Linked DNA regions of Capsicum annuum: region 1 is linked to region 2. Evidence: chromatin contacts called from public Hi-C data. All regions are on one chromosome and are shown on one strand. The core of a region is the stretch at or near the end of the contact, and the rest is flanking DNA. Distances in the headings are between cores, read along the strand shown.

Region 1 (6,615 bases), core at 4,086-6,585, 42 kb after region 2:
AGTTTGAGCTAATAAACTATGTTTACACCAAAAATAAAAGAGAGCCAAGCATTTCATTTTGACATCCTGTGGACTATTTTACACCAAAAGTTATTGAAGGATCTATCATATTTATTTATATTATTTTGATAAGGTATGATCTAGCGTATTCATTTTTGATACATTAAGCAGTCGTGTACTCATGTTCAAATGATTAACAATTTTCCCTCCCACTAGGGCTTGGACATTGGACTAGTTCGGAACCAAACCTCAATCTGATCAATCAACTACACCTCAACCAAATCAGTTGGAGTCAACCATATAAATCTCTGTATCCATTTCATTCTATTCAAACTTATTTTGTTCTAATACTAAATAATTTGTAATGCAAAAGAAAATTAGGAGCTACCTAAATCTTAAAACTCTACATGTAGATAACATTAATATCAACTAGTTGGTCACATCTATATAGTCTCTTTTCCCTATCGTATAATGTGGTGAGAAATTTCAATCGGTAAAAAGGTTACAAATAGCATCTGTATAAGATTACGAAATGATTGGCATAATGTTAGCCTCAATATTTGCAAAAGTACATGGATTTTTTTGGATAAGGACTTCAGTTTATTTAAATGATTTATCTCATAGGGCTATTCCACACATATTTACAAAGTTCTTCAACCTTCGTTTAGTTTAGTAATTAATGGTATATGGACTCGCAATGCTGGTCCACGAGATGGTCAAGGACGTTGGAATGACAACATGACAAGCATTGAGCACGAGAAGGTTGGGACTTATCCCTTCAGGCATCTCTACAAGACAATCATGATGCCAGGAAAGCTCAAAGAAGATGACTACATAGGAATAAATTTAGTGAATCTGAGGAAGACCAGGTACAACATTTTTAACATCTAGGCATTCATCTCGAAGAAGGGATGCATCAGTTACTTCGGTTGAAAACCATTTAGAAATCTTCCACAGGTTTTACATTTTTTTGTATGTCTATGGTAGTATGGTGAAAGAATCATCTCTTCTTTCGCAAATTGTCTTTCATAGTTTTTTGGGTAAGAGAATGATTTCCTCGCCTTCAAAGCCAGAAAATTAACCACCTAGCATTTTAACTATCTCCGGGGCATCTTGGGGACCTAATTTGAAGCTATGCAACTAATCCCTTGGGAACAGGATGCATGCATCCTGAATCACCTGCGGACTCTTGGTGGAGTGCTTTTACTTTGTAACTCAAGGCCATATTGTCCTCTACTGCGACAAAAAGAAAAAGTACTCATACATCTCTTACAGAACAAGGTTAACGTGTTATTTGGAGGGTGTGTCCTTAGTGTATTGTATTACTTTAAATACGACATTTGAAGAAATTTTATTTTAAAGTCACATAACCAACACTACTTCTGTGAGGCTCCCTTATTACTTGACAAGTGGACTTGTGAGTCCCACTTGCTTATTTTAAGACATAAAAGTAAAAAGGCAACTTAAAAGTCTACATCAATCCTATTTAAACTAAGCGCCAAAATAAGAACAGTAATAAATAAAATAAAGTAAAAATAGTAATGAAATAAACAATAGGCTAAATACATGTCATAATTATGTTGAAAAAGTATGTTAAAAGATAATTAAATATGTCAACATTTGAAATTAAGAGTGATTATTTAGAGAAGTAATCCACTACCCGATTAGTGTAACACATATGGACAATCAAAGAATCATAAAGTAAGAAAAAATAATCAAATAAGCTTAGCGTCATTATATTGTAGACTAATATAATTTAAATTAAAACAAAAGTATTTACACATAAATAATAGATAATTTTTAACCAAAAATAAAATAATTGATATAAACTAAATCAAGTATTATCATTCTCTAAACAATGTTCATACTTAAAGTTCAAAGTGACCACTTGCAAGTCCCCCAAGTTAATTTTTGGGTACATAATACTTTGTTTCTCTTGTTCTACAACACAACGGAATTAAATTCCAGTTGTGTCTTTTGTTAATGTTTAATTTATTTTATTACTTATTTTGGCGCTTAATTAAAATAGGGTAAACGTAAACTTTTAAGTTGTCTCTTTTAGTTTTATGTTTTCATAAGCAAGTGGGACCCACATGAGTAGTATTGGTTATGTGACTCATAAAATAAAATTTCTCCAATATTTGTCATGATATAACTAAAACTTTACTCTACTGTATCATTAAATTCGTAGTTATGCAAGAATGTGAAGATACATTTCAAATAAAAACTATTCCACGTGACCCCAAGGGTTAGTTTAATTGGCCGAGGTTGAGGAACTTGTGTCTTAGTTCACAGGTTCAAGCTCCAATCCAAGCGATCATATAGTTTAGGTGTATTCAATCACTGAGCTTTTTGTGGATATGGATACTGACACACTTATTAGAACCACATGTAACCACTACATAATCTTTGTGTTTTTTTGTTTAGACAGAACCCATCGACACCCATCGACAGACACCTAAAGTTAGCACGATTTTTCACTTAGACACTTAAAGTAAGACTTGTACCTCTTAAACACCCGTAGTAGGCACCCACTTTGTCATTTTGATACTTTTTGCGGACATGACAAAGTGAGTGTGATACACTAATTAATATAGCGTGAGAGACTTATCTAGTCAATTTTCATTTTTTTTTTCTCTCTCCCTCCATTTCCCCAAGCTTAAACTCCTTCAATGGAGGTCAGATTTTTTGACTCAAATCTGTTCATTAGTTGCAATAGCCAAATTGGAAGAAGATGGGCCCATTTGATTGTTAAAAATAACACATCAATATTGCAAGCTAAATCTTAACTCCTTTTTTTAAAAGGATGGAGAAGAAAAAAATGATCTGCAATCATGATTTTAGCCAAATGTGCAATCCAAGAAGAATTGATCTTTATGGGAAAAACATTCCTTACCGCCAATGTTTTCTCATGTGCATCACTTAGGTTTTCACGCAGCCACTATAACTTAATAAATTTCACATTCGCACTTCTAAACAGCAAATCAAATGAAAAAATGAGAGGGGGGTACTGTGAAGAAGACAATCAAATCAGGGTGGGTGTGGAAGAAAAGACCATGAAAAAGGAAGGATATGACGGAGAAGGTGACCGTGTGGGGTGGGGGTTCTTTTAATTGGTCAAAACCCTTTTTATAATTATTTGAGTAAAAAGGTCACATGTCATGTATTCATTGGTCACTTTTCCATGTGTTTTGACCCTCATTTTTTCTCTTTAATTTGTCTTTGTGTGTGTATAATGATACAGTGATTTTAGAAAATGATCTGGCACGATTCAATTTACCATTTAATCCATGTTGCAAGCGATTGTGAACACGCATTTAAGGCTTTTAAAAGCTGGTGCCGGAAGTGTCAAAATGACACAGCAAGGCCTACTATGGGTATTTAAAATGTACAAGGCTTACTTGAGGTGTCTAAGTGAAAAGCCGTGCGAGTTTTAGGTGTCTGACAATTGGTTCCGCCTTTTGTTTATACAAAATGCTCCCTTACTATATCAAGAAAAATCACTGGGACTTTTGTGTAAATTGACAAACTCGTGTGATTTTGACGCTATTTTGGATTTATTAGTCGTCGTATGCAAAAAGATTCTAAAACACTTGCTGATGTATGCTGTTTTGAGAATCTATTGGTGCTATAATGATGAAATGGATTTTACTAGTCCAAAAAACATGGAAAAAAGAAGTAAGATAACTAGATAAGAATACCTTAACCTATAGGTACCGAACATTTGCTAAAGTACTGTATATTCATGCATTTGCAGTCAATTCTAGACCTAAGTATCACTCTAGGAAGTAAACCTTTTTCCTGACCTAAAATCACTTAGTAGTGAATCTCCAGGATAACACATTCCTTTGCAAGTTATACACGTGGTGCTAAATGCACCAACTAACAACTTTACAGTATCCCGCCAATCTAGCCATTTTGTAGACGCAAAAAGGGTTGTTATGTTCCCTAGTCAAGCACATACTCCATCGTGTAAGGATATAACTGCACTGAGAATCTAATGTTTTTATTAGGCATTCAACGAACTATCTTAAACTCACAAATGCACATTAACATTGCCAGATAATAACCAACATACTAGGCATGAAATGCAACTTCAAATTATGATTACGCGCAGACATATCTCATCCAACTCCGAAAATGCTCTTTTGAAGTTCTAACAGCTGACAAAGTAGCCTAGAAACATACTACATCCCCATGCACTACTCTTATCAAAATTCACAAAATGCAACAAAGAACTCCCCGATAGTGAAAAATCTAATCTTTAACAAAATGCTCAACAAATTTTGCAATAAAAATCTAATCTTGCAATTAAAAGAAAACAAATAAGCCAAGTTGGGGCAGCCCAGTGCATTAAATTAAAGCTCCCGCTATGCGCGGGTCCGGGGAAGGACCGGACCACAAGGGTATATTGTTCGCAGCCTTACCTTGCATTTCTGCAAGAGGCTATTTCCACGACTTGAACCCATGACCTTTTTGTAACATGGTAGCAACTTTAACAGTTACTCTAAAACTTAATGCAGGCTAAAATTAATACTCTAAAACTTAATGCAGACTAAAATTAAACATACCCGGAAGCATCTAGAACAGTCCTAGAAATCTTCATCTTCTTCTTCGCTCCTTTATACAAATCCTCCAAACTACACAACAACACATTCTCCACCGGCGCCGCCTTTCTGAACGCACCACCTCCTCCAGTCCCCGAATTCCCCACACCAGAAAACTCGGCTCCACCATTCGCGGTACTCCTAAAAAACCCATCCCTACCTTTCCTCCCCCTCCCACTACTACTCTCCCCCGCCGCCGACGAAGAGGACCCAAACAGCTCCGCATAAATATCATCAGCATCTCTAGGGTTAAACCGAAACGAAGGATTCGGATGCGGATTCCGCATGTTGTGGGGTCCACCTCTTGGAGGTGTGGGTACTTGACCAGTTTTCAAAGCTTCCTCACCATACAAATCGTAGATCTGACGCTTCTGTGGATCGCTGAGGACATCATACGCTTCAGAAATCTGCTTGAACTTCGCTTCGGCTTCGTATTTGTTGTTGCCGAGGTTCTTGTCCGGGTGCCAGATCATCGCTAATCGGCGATATGCTTTGCGTAAATCTTCTTCACTGGCATTGCGATTGACTTTGAGTATGTTGTAATAATCGACCCCCATTTTCTTCTTCAGAATAGCTATGTTCGTTCTGGAGAAATGGAATTTCAGGCAGAGTGTTTAACCGATTGCGTCAATGAGGGGCCCATGGTTCTAAATCAAACAACACAATTCAATTGGATCCAACTCATTGAACCGATTATTGATCCGTTTATTTATTAATCTAATTTAATTTGTTTTAACTCATTAAAAATTAAATTGGTATATAATTTAAATTAGTTTTTAATAAATTTTGTTAAAATATTTTTATAAAACTTTTTTTTTATTGATATACTATATAGTCATAATAAAGAAAAATAATGTAATTTTATTTGGTACTAAAAAATTATAGATGAATAAATAAAAAATATTTAAAACTTAATAATAATTATAGGATCAAGGTGTCTTATGCCAAGCATCTATCACATGCATAGGTAGATTGCAAGTTATAATGGCGATCTTGTTTCCTATATACGACTATTAGAGTGCTATGTTTATATTACCTCAGAGTATATTGAAGGAGGTAGATAGATTATACAAAGATTTCTTGTGGGGAGCAACTGGAGGAAAGAAAAAGATAGCACTGATAGCATGGATTAAGATTTGTGTCCCAAAGAGATGTGGTGGGTTGAACCTCAAAAGTTGTAGTGATTAGAACATAGCTGCAGTTGGAAAATTGCTCTAGCAATTACAAGGAAGGCAAACCTGTTGTGGGTTAAATGGATCAATAGTATATATATGAAGGCAAACTTCCTGGTGACTGCAGCTGGTATTGGAAAAAAAACTAAATTCTTTGAAGGATCAGATGGTGCATTGGTATCGAGGGAATAAGTACATGCTGACAGCAACTGGTATTTACTCAGTATCATCGAGTTATAATGCTTTACTTGGAAATCGACAAAGGGTGCAGGTTTCTTAATTAATGTGGAGGTCACTCATGCTACCTAAACAACGAGTAATAGTCTGGCTAGCCTATCAAGAAAGACTGCTTACAAAAATGAGACTCAGAATGCTGAATATTTCGATGAATGACACCAAATATTGTTTATGTGATGATGACAAGGAAGAGACATATTTGCATTTATTCGCCACTTGTGAATGGATAACACAACTGAGGAATAAGTTGAGTCAATGGTTGGGGACTACAATTATATGTAGCAGTACTACAACTGCTCTTAAATGGAACAAATCAAGGAGGTGGAGTCAATTCAAAAATGAAATTGTAGCTGTTGTTTGGGGAGCATCACTTTACTATTCACTGCATGCTATAAATTGCAGAATATTTCAACAATAAAATGTGCAGGTGAACATTAAGCTGGTATAGATACAAGAGGAAATAAGGGAGAGATTATACATGTTGTAACACACCAGAAGAGCTGGGAGGTGTCAGACTTTGATCGGAAAACTTTGTAGTTAAATGTTGTTTATTTTGGTTCTTTTTGAGGTCTAAATGTGATGATCACATGAAGGTGGTT
Region 2 (6,466 bases), core at 589-3,088:
ACTATCTGCCACCTCCCACCAGCAACAGATACCAGGTAACTCTGTCCACCAAGGCTAGAACGGATGGGAAGAGATCACCTAGTGTTTGTCTCTGTTGGAAATTGAATGTGAGACCTCATAGTGTTCAACCCAACTTCATTGAACCACTAGGCCACACCCTTGGGTGCAGGTGGATTCTATAGAGTGGCAAAGCTTTAATGTGGCGAGTGACATGTTATAACCCTAATGCTGAAGATTTGGCCTTCGAGTCAATTGATTTTCGGAGGAACTCATAGTTCGCTAAAATCTAATGTAACAAAAAGTAGTTGTGTATTCAATGTTATGGTGTCTCTTAACTGTGCAAAAGATAGTAAGCATACATGAAATCGACCCACAAAGTCAGTTATAAGTCGAGATGAGTTATCGACTAACTAAAAAGGCTCATGATTTCAGATTCTTGAATAAAGCAGCAGTAAAAACCTCAGAAGACCAGATAAACTCATCAGATGGATCAGCAGTCAATCCATGGAGACTTTGCAGCATTCAGCAGGTGGAAGAAGTGAAATGCTTACTCAAAATAATCCCAATATGGGTTGCTGGAACTATCTATTATGTTTCTGTTGTTCAATCACAAAATTACGTTATTTTCTAAGCCTTACAAAGTAACAATCAACTAGGCCACATCAATTTTCACATCCCACCAGCATCTTTCATAGTCATTTCCATGCTAAGCACAACCATTTGGCTACCTATATACGATCGTGTTGTACTTCCAAGGCTTCGGAAATTCACAGGGAAAGAAGATGGAATAACTCTTCTCCAGAAAATGGGAATCGGAATACTTCTATCGATTGTAACAATGATCATATCAGGCATTGTTGAAAACAGGAGAAGAATCCTGACAATAACTAAGCCAATGATACAAATGACTCAGGGAAAAGGTGCAGTCTCATCTATGTCAGGGCTATGGCTAATACCTCAGATGGCATTATCAGGTGAGCGTTTGCAAATCATAGTAAGTGAAATTCTTAGATTTATGAAAGACGTACAACTATGAAAGAATTGGTCAAGGATGTTTCCATTAATCGACAACAAAAGTTAACCATTTTCAACTTCCACATACTATTTTTCAACTTTAACGTACTTCAAATACTCATAACTGTATACAGGTCTTTCCGAGGCATTTGCATTAATCAGCGAGAACGAGTTCTTCTACAAACAGTGTCCTGAAAACATGAGGAGCATCGCGGGCGTCTTTCTTCTTTGTTGGATTGGCAGGGTCAAGTTATTTGAGAAGTTCCATTTCATCAGTTGTTCATAAGACATCAAGTTGGTTAGCTGAGGATCTTGACAAGGGGAAATTGAACTATTTTTATTACCTCATTGCAGCATTAGAGAGTTTGAATTTGGGATATTTGCTTGTATGTGCAAAATGGTACAAGTACAAAGGAGAGGCAATGTGAGGCGAAATTACACTGTAATGTAATTTTCAGTCAGCAGTAATAGCAAGGCAAGTTATGGTTACAGTGCTGAACTATATAGTTATCTAAAACTAGAGTTTTTGCCCATTTTGTTGGTAGTTGTTCGTTCACTGTGTTGCACAGACTCTTCAAAAATGTCGGCACAGGTGCACGTCAAATTCTCCAAAAGTAGTGTATTTTTAAAGAATCCGACACGGATGTTGCATCAAAAGCTAAGAGTCCATGCAACTTAGGTTGTTCATGATTTGATAACGTTTTGTTGCAACCTAATAAGAGAAATGACAATTATTTAAAGTTGATTTTGTTCCCTTAGTGTGGATTTTGCACCCCACATGGGTGGATGAAACTGTTTTTTTGGGGGGTCAAAGGTGGATCAAACTGTTAGCTTCAAGTGGGACTGTGTATCTATAGTTCAGAAATTATGAAAGATCAGTTGGTGGCTAAAACATCATCCACGTTTTGGGATATTTCTTTGGAAACGAGTCCCTCTTTTATGTAATTGAGAACCCTTGAAAATGGACCTATCATCTTTTAATAGTAGCCAAACAAATATAGATGACTAACTTGTTACAATAGCTAACTCATCTATTGAAAATTATCAAACAAATATAGACATTATCAAATAAATATAGACATCTGTTGCAACAGATGAGCAGGAAATGATGCATGATGTCCGTACTGTGTCTGGTCTTTTAAAAAGATCGTTGGGAAAAACTTCTATTGCCCATCGCGCATAAGTTTTAGCTTTTGTTGTAAGGTTGAACTTGTGATCAGTTGAACAGGTTCACTATTTCATTGAAAAAAAAATCCTTCAGTTTCAGTTGGGTAATTCTTAGAAAGAATTCCTCCTGGCATGACTAATGGAACACAGCTGTTTGTTTGAAAAACAATAGTAAAGATCAAGAATTGGAAGATTTTAGTTCTTCCATTCAACAACCCAAAAAAAAAAAAAACACAGCCTGGTGAACTAAAACTCCCGCTATGCGCAGGGTCGAGGGAAAGGAGTCCACCACAAGGGTGTATTGTACGCAATCTTACCTTGCATTTCTGCCAGAGACTGTTTCCAAGACTTGAGCCCGTGACCTCCTGATCTCATAGCAGCAACTTTACCGGTTACTCTAAGGCTCGCCTTCAAAGGGAGGCTCACGCCCAGTCACCATTCAACAACAGGTTATGGAAATTCACTCAAATATATTAAGTCACCATTATACACCAATGCAATAAAATTCAACTTCTATAATCAAGAGGCAGTACAAAAATCAAATGCTGTTGAACCATGAAATAAACACTCTTGAGAATATAGACGATGAATGCTGTTATAGCTGAAATATTCATTCTTGGTCAATTGTCACATATATAATGGAGTCAAGTCTTGAAAGCAAGAAAAGAAAAAACAAAAATTCGAAGGAAAAAAATGTATAGAATATATAAGGCACTTTTAAGCGCTGAAGACGTTACTACTATGAACTTGTTGCTCCAGAGGTAACTCACACTCATTATGTCTTCATTCTATCACCAACTCACCGGTTAAGTAACGCTAGTCAAACATGCTCACTCTCCCATCAAACAGTGTATGATTGCTGAATTGTCTCTATGTCAAGACCCTTCAACTTCACGACTGATTCCACGTGACCTTTAAGTGTGTGCAGCTCACGTTGCCTGCAATGACAAATGTAGCATTCAGGTTCCAGAAGTCATGAAAACTACATGTGTATAGCAGAGGAAAACTAAGATAAAGCAAATCAAGCACTAAAGAAGTGGTGATATAGCATGGCCCGTATGAGTAAAAGGGAGGAGAGTGAAATGCGCCACAAATAAAAGTTCAACTTCACATGCAACTAGAACATAAGCATAATCTAGTCGTCCACTATGCTTCTGTTGAAAAAACAACTCAATATGAGAATCTTTACCTAGCGATTTCAGCTCTTCTCTTTGCTTCCTCAGCCAACTGATTAAGCTCATTGAAATTGGTAGCTTCACTAAACAATTTGGTGTCAGGAACTTGCAGCCCATGAAGGGTCCTCTGTGCGTGTGCCCATTGAAGCTCACGTTGTTCTTTTCCGAAATCCTTCTTCCTGGTGAAAGCGATCTGCAATACCAAAGAAAAACCATCATATACCATTGGATGAAAATAACATGAGCATGAGTATATCTACTGCATAACTCGTACCCTTTGCTCAAGAACAAGATCCCAGGCCCTTCCACTGAGAGCATATCTGATCAAGAATTTGATGATATCAAGCGGGAAGTAGAATACTAAATTGTAGAGCCAGATAACTCCTGCCCAACCCCAGCCAATTCCTTCGATTGCAGCAAAGCTCCAACTTGCATAAACAGCAATCAAGGTGGCAACCTGTTTACAAATAATCAACCAAATGTTATAAGAATGATGAAGTTGGAAAATTTTTGCCAGAATGAATGAGCAGATGGCTTACCAGTTGAGCAATCAGAAAAGCAATCACAAGCAACAAACCAGGACGCTCAACAAACGACCAACTTCTAGATCTTGTGACAAATATCAAGGCCTGACTGATAGTGCTCACTTGAAGGTAAATTGCTGATGCAAGTTTCCTGAAGTCGTCAGTTGCTGTCTTCTGAAGTGTTGATACCCCAAATACACGCTGGAAAGTCACCAAAGTGAGTGAGATTACCAACTAAGAACAGCACATAATTAATACCAATTCAACATCAAAATATTCCAAAAAGCAACGTCAACAGATCATGTAGTTCAATATACAGATAGTCATCGTAACAAGACTATTAGAAAAGTTCTACAGCACAGGCAACAGCAGACAACTACTTGGAAGCTTACAGTAAATTCATCCCCGATAACTGAACAATGTTTTTGATATAATACAGGAAAACATATGCTCACCGGGAAGAAATCTGTCTCATATGCTGCCCAAAAGAAAATGACCGTCATCATTGCCAAGTAACCACCAAGAACCACCCCAGTAGTGAAAATCTCAGCCAGCTTCCAACTATCAGGCAGAGGAGATGGTTTGACCCTATCCTTTGATATTGTCATAATGGTACCTGAGATTATAAACATTAGAAGTTAAGACGTAGAAAAGACACTGTGTAAAGACGAGAACTAACTAAACACTGCAGTGGCAGATGATACTAAACTTCATTGGAGAGCTTTTGATGAAATAAAAAATGATCAAGTACATTTGAGGAGTACTCTCTAATCACTATTTATCTTTGGTGCACCCATGGGGTTCCGATTTGAATTGAAGATTGGATGTCGTTTGAAGGAAATCATCCTTTTTTGGTAGGTTCTCTACATTTTGGTATACCAAATGAATGCAGGCATTGATGTATAGTCTGGTTACTGATAAATGATTTGGAGAATAAGTAATTAATGTTGAAGTAAAACAAGAAAAGATCATGTCTTTTACTCCATCCGTTCCAAATAAGTGGTTATTTAGCCTTTGCATTTTGTTCCTAAAGTAAGTGGTGTTTAACATAATCAAAAAGACATTAATGATGTTCTTCCAATTTTATCCTTCTTTAAATACAAGTATTACATAACCAAGAAATGGAGTATTAAAGAGTAACATTTTTTTCGAAGTATTTATTAAGGATGAGTTAGTAAAAACTTTTTGTTTTCCAGAATGAATAATTTCAAGGGGTGTTTTGTAAAGAAAAACTCTTTATTTTCTAGAATGACTAATTTCCTAAGGGGTGTGTCTAAGCTAAAACAACCACTTATTTAGGAAGAGAGGGAGCACTTGATATGCTAAAAACGATAAGTAAAAATGAAAATGTACTCCCTCCGTCCCATATTAGTTGTTCACTTTCACTTTTGCACGCTTCTTAAGAAATCATAAAAAAGGAGGATAATTTTACTAATTTACTCCTTAAGATACTTTATTGGAACTTTATAAACTTACTTTTACACTTCCAAAGAGTATTAATTCTACGAATAAAATGAAAAAAAATTTACTCCCTCCGTCTCATATTAATTGGTCATCTTACTAAAAATAGTTGTCCCATTCTAGTTGTACAACTTACTAAATCAAGAAAGCATTAATTAATTTTTTTCTCATGTTATACTACTTGCAATATATTCCCAAGAAGTTATTTTAAGGAATGAATTAATAAAACTACCTTCTTGTTTATGATTTCTTAACATGCGTGTAAAAAGAAAAATGACCAACTAATATGGGACGGAGGGAGAAATTAATTTTATCTTGATCTAAAAAAAAAAAAATGGACAAGTAATAGGAGACATAATTATAGTAAGATGATAAACTAATATGAGACGGAGGAAATATTTTTAATATAGTGGACAAGTAAAAGTTGCTAAATTACAAAGTAGTTAATAGCATTAATTATACTCCCTCCATTTCGTTTTAGTTAGTCCTCTTTCTAAAAATATTTGTTTCAATTTAGTTGTCCCTTTGATGAAATCAAGAGAATTTTCTTATGTTCTTCCAGTACTACCCTTAACATTAAATAACTAAACAAAGTGTATTTACTCAAATTTATATTTTTGAAGCATAAATAATAAGGCTAATTTGGTAAAATAAACCCCCTAATTAATATTTTCTTAATGGGTGTGTCAAGTCCATAAGGGCCAACTAATATGAAACAAAGGGAGTAAGAGTTATTGACTAAATTATCCTTTATCTTTCCTAGTAAATGTGAATAAGCATAGAAAGACGTTTAGAAAGTTGTAGGGATCACTTATTACCGCTAGAGTAAATTTGATAAAAATTAGTGTCTTAACTTTCTTAATGACACTTACTTAGGACCAAATTTGCAAGGCAAGAGAGGTATTTCGAACCGAATAGGGAATTAATTAATTAGAAATATGTTTCACATGTTAGTACGTTTACTTTAGGTCCTACACTTTTCTATGATCTTTTATTCATGTTGAGATATATAAGCCGGTAGAAAATATAGAGAACTTTTAGGGGTCCTATTATCCCTAAACTCAATTTTACAGTATTTTTGTCACCCTTTTGTGATTACGTGGCGCCTTTACTACATAAAATAAG

What was found. A called contact is a pair of places that touch in the nucleus more often than the background predicts.
Region 1: a contact with region 2 is called in a Hi-C map of pericarp, with 2.8 times the contacts expected there. The contact joins the promoter of LOC107875938 here to the enhancer-like site in region 2. A contact is called at or near these places in 4 of 5 Hi-C or Micro-C datasets (bud, leaf, pericarp and 1 more).

The regions. Positions count from the first base shown.
Region 1 is chr6:210,945,573-210,952,187 of UCD10Xv1.1, forward strand. It overlaps LOC107875938 (dnaJ homolog subfamily B member 4), which reads right to left and starts at 5,336. Exons shown (of 2, transcript XM_016722843.2): 1 at 4,572-5,336. The coding sequence starts at 5,164.
Region 2 is chr6:210,907,348-210,913,813 of UCD10Xv1.1, forward strand. It overlaps LOC107875939 (plasma membrane ATPase 1), which reads right to left. Exons shown (of 21, transcript XM_016722845.2): 17 at 4,336-4,496; 18 at 3,896-4,081; 19 at 3,631-3,813; 20 at 3,371-3,549; 21 at 2,761-3,119. The coding sequence ends at 3,023. It also overlaps the pseudogene LOC107874737. Among protein-coding and RNA genes, the nearest start is that of LOC107875939, 8.4 kb to the right of the region's middle. Within about 2 kb of position 1,839, at least 3 of the 5 cell types and tissues checked have an H3K27ac peak or open chromatin away from gene starts, as enhancers often do. A contact at or near this core is called in leaf and pericarp, where this site is marked.